2 separate regions of the Oryctolagus cuniculus genome follow, and region 2 is linked to region 1. The links are chromatin contacts, called in public Micro-C maps. All regions are on one chromosome and are shown on one strand. Each heading gives the region's core, a stretch centred on a gene start, on an enhancer-like site or on the middle of the called end of the contact. The rest is flanking DNA. Distances are from core to core; before and after follow the strand shown. Region 1 holds the start of POGLUT3 (protein O-glucosyltransferase 3). Region 2 holds the start of DDX10 (DEAD-box helicase 10).

What was found. Hi-C and Micro-C count contacts between places; a contact is called where the count stands out from the background.
Region 2: a contact with region 1 is called in a Micro-C map of ear pinna, with 4 times the contacts expected there. The contact joins the promoter of DDX10 here to the promoter of POGLUT3 in region 1. A contact is called at or near these places in 2 of 6 Hi-C or Micro-C datasets (ear pinna and an unstated tissue).

Annotation. Positions count from the first base shown.
Region 1 is chr1:100,230,122-100,234,231 of mOryCun1.1, reverse strand. It overlaps POGLUT3 (protein O-glucosyltransferase 3), which reads left to right and starts at 2,775. Exons shown (of 8, transcript XM_070077821.1): 1 at 2,775-2,826. The coding sequence starts at 2,790.
Region 2 is chr1:100,406,643-100,410,711 of mOryCun1.1, reverse strand. It overlaps DDX10 (DEAD-box helicase 10), which reads right to left and starts at 1,671. Exons shown (of 21, transcript XR_011390521.1): 1 at 1,326-1,671.

The sequences.
Region 1 (4,110 bases), core at 1,526-4,025:
TCAGTGGCTACACAGACTTAAAAAAGGTAATTTTTTGTAAGATTTACTTCCCAAGAGAATATTTAGTAAGTTACTTTCTTTTTTTAAAGTTGATAATTATGCATGATTCTATGAAACTTGGTGTTTTATAAATGCTAGACTTTTCCTTCTAGGCCCATACTTTCTTTCCCCAACAACCCTTTCCCACCTGTGCTAGTACCCAGTCTAGGGTAAATCTGGAAGTACATCTAGAACTGTTTTAGGGATTCTGTAGTAGATACAATAGGATTAGCTGCCTACCAGATAATTTCTTCACTTCTTCCTCCAGGCTACCTGTTACTTGAAGGAATCCACATTCTGGCATGGCCCTGAGTCTGGGCATAACTGACCGGTTCAGGGAGTGAGTGCCTGACTCAGAATGGACTCATGAGTTGTTGCATTTTAGGAGGAAATACCCCTGCACTGTGAGCTTCTAGATACAAGTGAATGGTTAGTCTCACAAGCTAAAAGCCACCCCATAGGTTGTAATATATGGAAGAACAAGGACTGAGTTTATGTCCCCAGTACCTTGACGAGTGCAAAAGAATACCGAATAAATATTATTGGAATAATTAAAATAAGGTATTAACATTTTGTGGGACCTAAGCTTGTATAACCCTATGTCAGATAGTTATTAATGACATTGAAAATGAGATGCTTCTTTCAAGTTAGAGAGGAATGTATTATAAGGACACAGAGATGTCTCAGAAACCAAGGGTATTACTCATGAGCTGTACCAGGATCTAGTGCACTGTAGATAACCCAGGGAGTTCTCCATATTCTCTTCCATTTTCCCTCTGCAAAGGGAAAAGAAATGAAATTTTGTATCACCTCTCTTTGAGAGCAGTCATTTACATGCTGAAATTTGCTAGCCTTAATTTTTTTTTTTTAATTTGACAGGGAGTTATAGACAGTGAGAGAGACAGAGAGAAAGGTCTTCCTTCCGTTGGTTCACTTCCCAAATGGCCACTACGGCTGGCGCTGCACCGATCTGAAGCCAGGAGCCAGGTGCTTCTTCCTGGTCTCCCATGCAGGTGCAGGGGCCCAAGCACTTGGGCCATCCTCCACTGCTCTTCCGGGCCACAGCAGAGAGCTGGACTGGAAGAGGAGCAGCCGGGACTAGAACCCAGCACCCATATGGGATGCAGGCACCACAGGTGGAGTATTAACCAAGTGAGCCATGGTGCCAGCCCCTGCTAGTCTTAATTTTAAACTCCCAGGGAAAGGATTCTGACTAGCTCATCATGACTTAAGACCCGGCCAGCACCGTGGCTCAATAGGCTAATCCTCTGCCTGTGACGCCGGCACCCCGGGTTCTAGTCCCTGTCGGGGCGCCGGATTCTGTCCAGGTTGCTCCTCTTCCAGTCCAGCTCTCTGCTGTGGCCTGGAAAGGCAGTGGAGGATGGCCCAAGTGCTTGGGCCCTGCACCCGCATGGGAGACCAGAAGAAAGCACCTGGCTCCGGACTTCGGATCAGCATAGCTCCGGCTGTAGCGGCCATTTAGGGGGTGAACCAACAAAAGGAAGATCTTTCTCTCTCTCTCTCTCCTTGTCCACTCTGCCTGTCAAAAAAAAAAAAAAAAAAAAAAAAAAAAAAAAAAAAAAAAAACCCACACACAACAACAACAAAAAACAATAACAAAAACCATGGGCCAGTCAGCTATATAACCACAGATTAAGGTCATGTTTGCAAAGCCTCACTGTTAACAGTGTGAACTCTGGCGTGGAAACAGAGGAGAAGTTACTAGAAAAGGCAGAACCGTTATGAACTGAATGGACAACAATTAGCTATAAGTTTAATGTGACAATGTTAAGATTCCAGGGGCCAGTGCAATTTACAGATGTGTGTTGAGTCTCATCTTTCTAGAGTCACAGAGATTAAAATTACAATGTTTTTTAGACCAAAAACCCAATACGGAGATGAGTATGAAAGAGAATGAGGAACTTCTCGACGTGTGTCATTTACTTCAAGTCTTACACACGACCTTTCTCCTGTCTGGGCTGCATTCCTCCCCCTCTTCATGCAGCCGATTCCTTTTCAGCCTTCAAGCTTCGGCACAGACGGCATCTGTTTCAGAGAGCCTCTCTTGATGCGCCCCCCAAGACCAGCTTAAGTGGTTCTCATATGCAATGTGCAGTGTGTTGCACTTACACTGGTGGGAGAGGCACTCTTACGAAACCTGAACATTCATGCAGGAAATGCCAGGAAAATAAGCTCCTACTGCTCTAATGCACGCCAGCTCTCAGGGAAGCACTTGCAGCAAGCAACCTGAAGGGAGTATCTCTCTACCCACAAAAAGCAGGCTCAATTCTTTTTACCTTAAAAGTGGTATATGTTCCCTAGGCTCAGTGGTCTTCTTTTATAATACCACCCACTTCAGGCATCCAGGCCCTTTGCATTGTCCCCACAGGACTTGGTGGCCTGTGGAACCAACACAACCAGCATAAAGCTCTGCTATTACTTTCACAGTGAATTATGAGATACTTTGTCTCTGATTTAGGAGTTTTGTGCCTTTCCATGCCATCCATGAAACAGTAACAGGTTAATCTGTTAGCTTGTAGGTAGAACATCTCAGATCATGCACAGTTCATCCATAGTTTTACACCTATATGCTAACTAAATTATGTTTGTTTTCTTCTCCACTAAACCACAGGCACTTTGAAGTCAAAGTATAAAGTACAGTAGGCACTGAATAAATGTTTGTTGAATGAATGAATAAAATTCAATAAAGATGAAGAATCTGGATAAAGCATTGGTTGACCTAAAGAGATATGCTTTTTGGAGATGGAGTAAGACGAGAAAAAACAGGTTGGTACAGATTCAGTATTGCTGAACACGACAGTGTTCAGATAAAATTATATAGCTTCCTGGATGTTCTTTAAAAAAAAAAAAAAAAAGATTGGGTGTTACCCTAACTGTTATAAAATTTATTAGGCTATATTTTATTGTCATCCGGTACCAGCTAGTCCTCAGATAACTTCCCTGGAAATTTTTAAAGTCTGATTTTGGAAGAGTGTGAATAAAATGTGTTCTAAACATTTCAAGCAGACAACTCCAGAAAATATTTTTCAACAAAAGTAAAACCGAGGAAGGCTGTAGCCCTGGAACTGACCATGATCTACTACCAGATCCTGGTCATCTTTCTAAAGGACAAAGAGCAATGTCTACAACCTCCGCTGAGCACTACCCGCCAGGTCGGGAGAACTGGTGATAATGTGGGAAAGATTTTGCCCTGGTGAAACCTGGTCCTCGCAGGAATACTGGGCAGCACACTAGAGGCCGCGAGAGGCACCAAGGGCGGCGCAGGGCCTGGTGCTGCGACTGAGGCCTGCGGGGAGGGTGCAGAAGCGCTGGGTCCCTCCCGGAGGGTGCGTTCCCTGCATTCACTCTGCCCAAGAAGAACGTGCATTTCCTTAAATAGGTTCAAACCATAAGAAGATGCAAGAAAAAGGAAAAACAATAAACAAAATGTGAATTACATGGTCAGAAAGGAGAGGCAGACAGGCCCTCAGAGTCTGCCAGGCTGGACGGATCAGCTTCAGCTTCTCAGGGACGGGGAAGGCCAAGGCCAACAACTCCCACCCCTTCTGGGGGTGGGGGGCGCCTGGCTTTGAGGAGAATCCCAGCCACCATGCTCAGGCCAGTCTGAGACTGCCATCGGCTGCCCCCGGGGCCCACTTGGGTCTTGGCCCAAACACCCTGGAAGCTCAGGACAAGTGTTTTGAAAGGACTGGCGGAGAGGAAATGGGGTGTAGTGGAGGGAATCACTCCAGTGCGGGAGCCTGTGGAGCAGAGACCGCGACCGCTAAACTTGGCCGCTACGGGCGCGGGTGTCAACGCAGGGCTGTGAGAAGCGGCCTGGAGGGCAGCCGGCAGGTGACTTTGGCGCTGCTTGATGTTTAAGCTCTCCGCACGGGAATGGAGCTCTCTTCTCCCCAAGCGATCAGCAGCAGGTCTGCGTCCTTTACGAAGGGTTTCCTCAAAACCGTGGACAAAGCCAGGCCACCGGAGATGGGCGGCGGCCGTGCCAAGCGCGCAGCCATGCGGGGCGCACCCTGGCACTCTCGGTCTCTCCGGCCGCCGCTCTCAACC
Region 2 (4,069 bases), core at 422-2,921, 180 kb before region 1:
ACAGGGATACTCATCTGGGAGCTGCAGTGACAATGTGGAGATGACGGGGACATGAAGCAAATGGAGAAACGGAAATGGTCACAGGAAGGAAGATGGGTGAAGTTGAAGGACACAGTTTGGACTAACAGTGAAGAGGAGGGGAAGGCGCTGTGGCCTAGCTGGTAAAGGCGCTGCCTACTATCCCAGCATCCCATTTGGGTGACTGTTCATGTCCCAGCTGCTCTACTTGCAATCCAGCTCCCTGCCAACAGCCTGGGAAAAGTAGCAAAAAATGGCCCAAATTTCTGGGTCCTGGCCACCCCGCTGGGAGACCCAAATGAAGCTCCTGGTTCCTGACTTCCATCTGGCCCAGTCCTGGCCCCTGCTACCATCAAGGGAGCAAACCAGCAGATGGAGATGTCACTCGTTCACTGTCTCTCCCACTCTTTCAAATAAATAAATCTTAATAATAATAGGGGCTGGCGCTGAAGCATAGGAGGCTAACCCCTCCGCCTGCAACAGGAGAATCCCATTTGGGCACCGGTTCACGTCGCGGCTGCTCCTCTTCCAATCCAGCTCTCTGCTTGTCAGGAAAACAGTGCTTGACCCCTGCACCCATGTGGGAGAAGAATCACCTGGCTCCCGGCTTTGGTGTGGCCCAACTCCAGCTGTTGTGACCATTTGGGGAGTGAACCAGAGGATGGAAGACCTCTCTCTCCACCCTCCCTCTCTCCCTCTCCCCCCCACTTTCCCTCGCTCTGTAACTCAGCCTTCAGATAAATAAAGTCCTTAAAAAAAAAAAAATAGTGAAGAGCAAAGGCTTTGGAATTAGACATGGGTCTAGGTTCCAATTCCACAGCACCTATACTAAGTATGTGGGAGTTTGGGATAGTTTCTTATCCTTTTGGAGCCTCAATTTTCACATCTGTAAAACGGGAATATTAAGATTCATCCCTCAGATCACGTCAAAGAACTAAAATAAAGAGCTCAGTGAGTGCTACGAATGTAGGTATCTTACTCCACTATTGTCATGAATAACAGTGCTATATTATTTCAACTTCCACAGCATCAGTCTCCCTTCCCTTAAACACCACTGCATTTCCAGCCTGTTTTCGAGAACAGTGTGATGACTAAGAGTGGCCAGGGTACTGGAAAGATGTGGGCTGTGGAATCCAGCTGACTATCCAGCTGGTCCCCTCCACAGGGACCCCCACTCCCTTCTCCGGCCTATCGGTCTAACTGCTTCCCAGGCATAGGTGCGCGCCCTCCCCTCTGAAGCCCATCGCGTCGGCGGCACGTTGTCCGCCGGTTGGCCCACCCGCGCCCCTCCCCAGCTCCAGCCTCACCTTCTCGTAGTTCTGAATTAGGCGGCTGATACCCTCGCGCTCGACCTGCCACTCGGGCTTCTTCAGCTTCTTCCTCAACTGCTTCTTCTGGTTCTGCCTATGGCTGTGTTTTTTCTTCCAGCGATTAAAACTCCGCACCGGGTCGGGTCGCTCTCCTGAACCCCGGTGCTCGGCAGGCTTGCCCATCGCAGTGGCAACAGCACAGAGACCCCAGAAACTAGATATCAGGGCCAGGCGGAGGAGCTGCACGGAGAGGACACGGAACCAGCGTGGGGAAAGCGCACAGAGGCGCATGCGCGAGTTCAGGAGCCCGTCCCCATGCTTTTGAAACCGGGGCACGCGCCAATGACGTAAAGGGAAAACTGAGCTCTGATTGGTGACTTGGCTTACGCAGGGAGGGGCAGGATGGGAGGAAATAGGGCGGAACGATCAGAGAAAGAGGGCGGGCCGAGAGGCCGCAGGAGCACGCCGGCCCTTAAAAATGACGCATGCGCGGTGGCTGCCGCTACTATTTTGGTGCTGTTCTACTGAACATTTACGGGCTAGGTTCAAACTTCGGAGAGCGTTCTGTAGCACGCGCGTATTTACGCGCAATCTATGAATTGTAATTGTGATCTCCGTTTTGCATATTCAGGACCACGGGGCCGAAAGAGTTTACCTAAATCAAACAGCTGGATAATAACTTTAATTTCTGTCCACTTCAGTGCACCTCTTTAGGAATAAAAATGAATTATGCCCTCTGAGTTTGCGATTTCCTCCGGGCCCTTGAAACAAGCTGGAAATGGCGAGGAACATGAACACAGTCTAAATGAATTTGCCTCAAAATGCTAGGATAATGATAATAAGTGCAGAAATAATATTTGGAAATTGGTCACTCGGGCAAATTGGCATTCATTTGTTTTTCTTTTCTTTTCTTTTTTTTTAGATTTTTTTTTATTCGGAAGAGAGAGAGAGCTCTTCCATCCACTGGCTCACTACCCAAAGGGCCACAAAGGCTAGGGCTGGGCCAGGCCAGGGCCAGGAGCTTCTTTGGGGTCTCCCACACAGGTACAAGGGCCCAGACACTTGGGCCATCTTCCGCTGCTTTTCCAGGCCATACCCAGAGCAGCCAGGACACGAACTGGCGCCCACATGGGATGCTGGAAGTGCAGCCAGAGGCTTAGCCCACTTACACCACACTGTGACTCACAACCTACTCTTAAATATGAAAGAATAGCAAAAGCCTACCAAACACCTGATAAAATCATTTAAAAGTTTTAAGCCAAAACTAATAAACCATGTTGTGAATATTTTTCTTAAGATAAAGCATTGTATCCAAGAAATAAGAGCAAAAAATGCCCAGAAAGCAAATTAGGGGGCTGGTGCTGTGGCGCAGCGGGTTAAAGCCCTGGCCTGAAGCACCAGCTTCCCATATGGGTGCTGGTTTGAGTCCTGGCTGCCTCTCTTCCAATCCAGCTCTCTGCTATGGCCTGGAAAAGCAGTAGAAGATGGCCCAAGTCCTTGGGCCCCTGCACCCACGTGGGAGACCCAGAGGAAGCTCCTGGCTCCTGGCTTCGGATCGGCGCAGCTCCGGCCATTGCAGCCATTTGGGAAGTGAACCAGCAGATGGAAGACACCTCTCTCTCTCTCTCTCTCCCTGCCTCTCTTCTCTCTGTGTAACTCTCTTCCAAATAAATAAAATAAAATCTTTTTTTAAAAAAAGAAAACAAATTAGAACTCATTATAGAAGTGATCATTCATTAAATAAGTCAAATTTTAACAAAATTCAAATTTTAGTTATAATTAAAAACTCAACATCACATTCTGAAGTCATTATGTTTAATAATTTGTAATATAAAGGGTTTATATCTTGATCACATAAAATGACATCATTGTAATGATTTCAATGCTTATTTGTGTCAGACTTTATTTTCTGTAGGAATGGCCCCTAAGCAGATTTTCAGTTGTGACAATGAGGACAATAGTTTTTAACAGATTTTAGTTTTAATACCATATTCTCTACTGCCAACCAATATTCACAAAGTCCTTAAAGAACTAAAGAGGTTTGAAAATGTGCCTGGTGGGGCTGGTGCTATGGCGTAGTGGGGAAAGCCTCTGCCTGCAGTGCCAGGCATCCCATATGGGTGCTGATTCAAGTCCAGTCCCGGCTGCTCCACTTCCAATTCAGCTCTCTGCTATGGCCTGGGGAAGCAGTAGAAAATGGCCCAAGTCCTTGGGCCTCTGCACCTGCTGGGGGACCCGGACGAAGCTCCTGGCTTCAGATCAGCACAGCTCTGGCCATTGCAGCCAGTTGGGGAGTGAACCAGCAGATGGAACATCTCTCTCTCTCACTCTCACTCTCGCTCTTGCTCTGCCTCTCTGCCTTTCAAATAAACAAATAGGAGAAGAGGAGAGAAGAAGAAAATGTGCCTGGTCACCACTGCCACAAATGCCAGCAAAACTTCGGTGGGGGAAGGGTTATACTAAACCTTAAGGGGGAAATGTAGTATTTTTATCTTCTCCTTCATTGATGCCCCATTTAATATTATTTGTCCATTTCTATTTCAATGTTGCATGATGATAGTAGTTCATCATCATAATTCTTCAAATTTTATCTCTCTAAAACTCTGAGAAAATAACTCTTTTTAAAGATTATTGGGTTATTTGGGGGGGGGGATTATACCCCAATAGTGATAAGAACAACTTTTGCTCAGATTCTAGTTTCTAAGTATCTTTTTTTCCAATCAAATGAATCACAGCTCTTT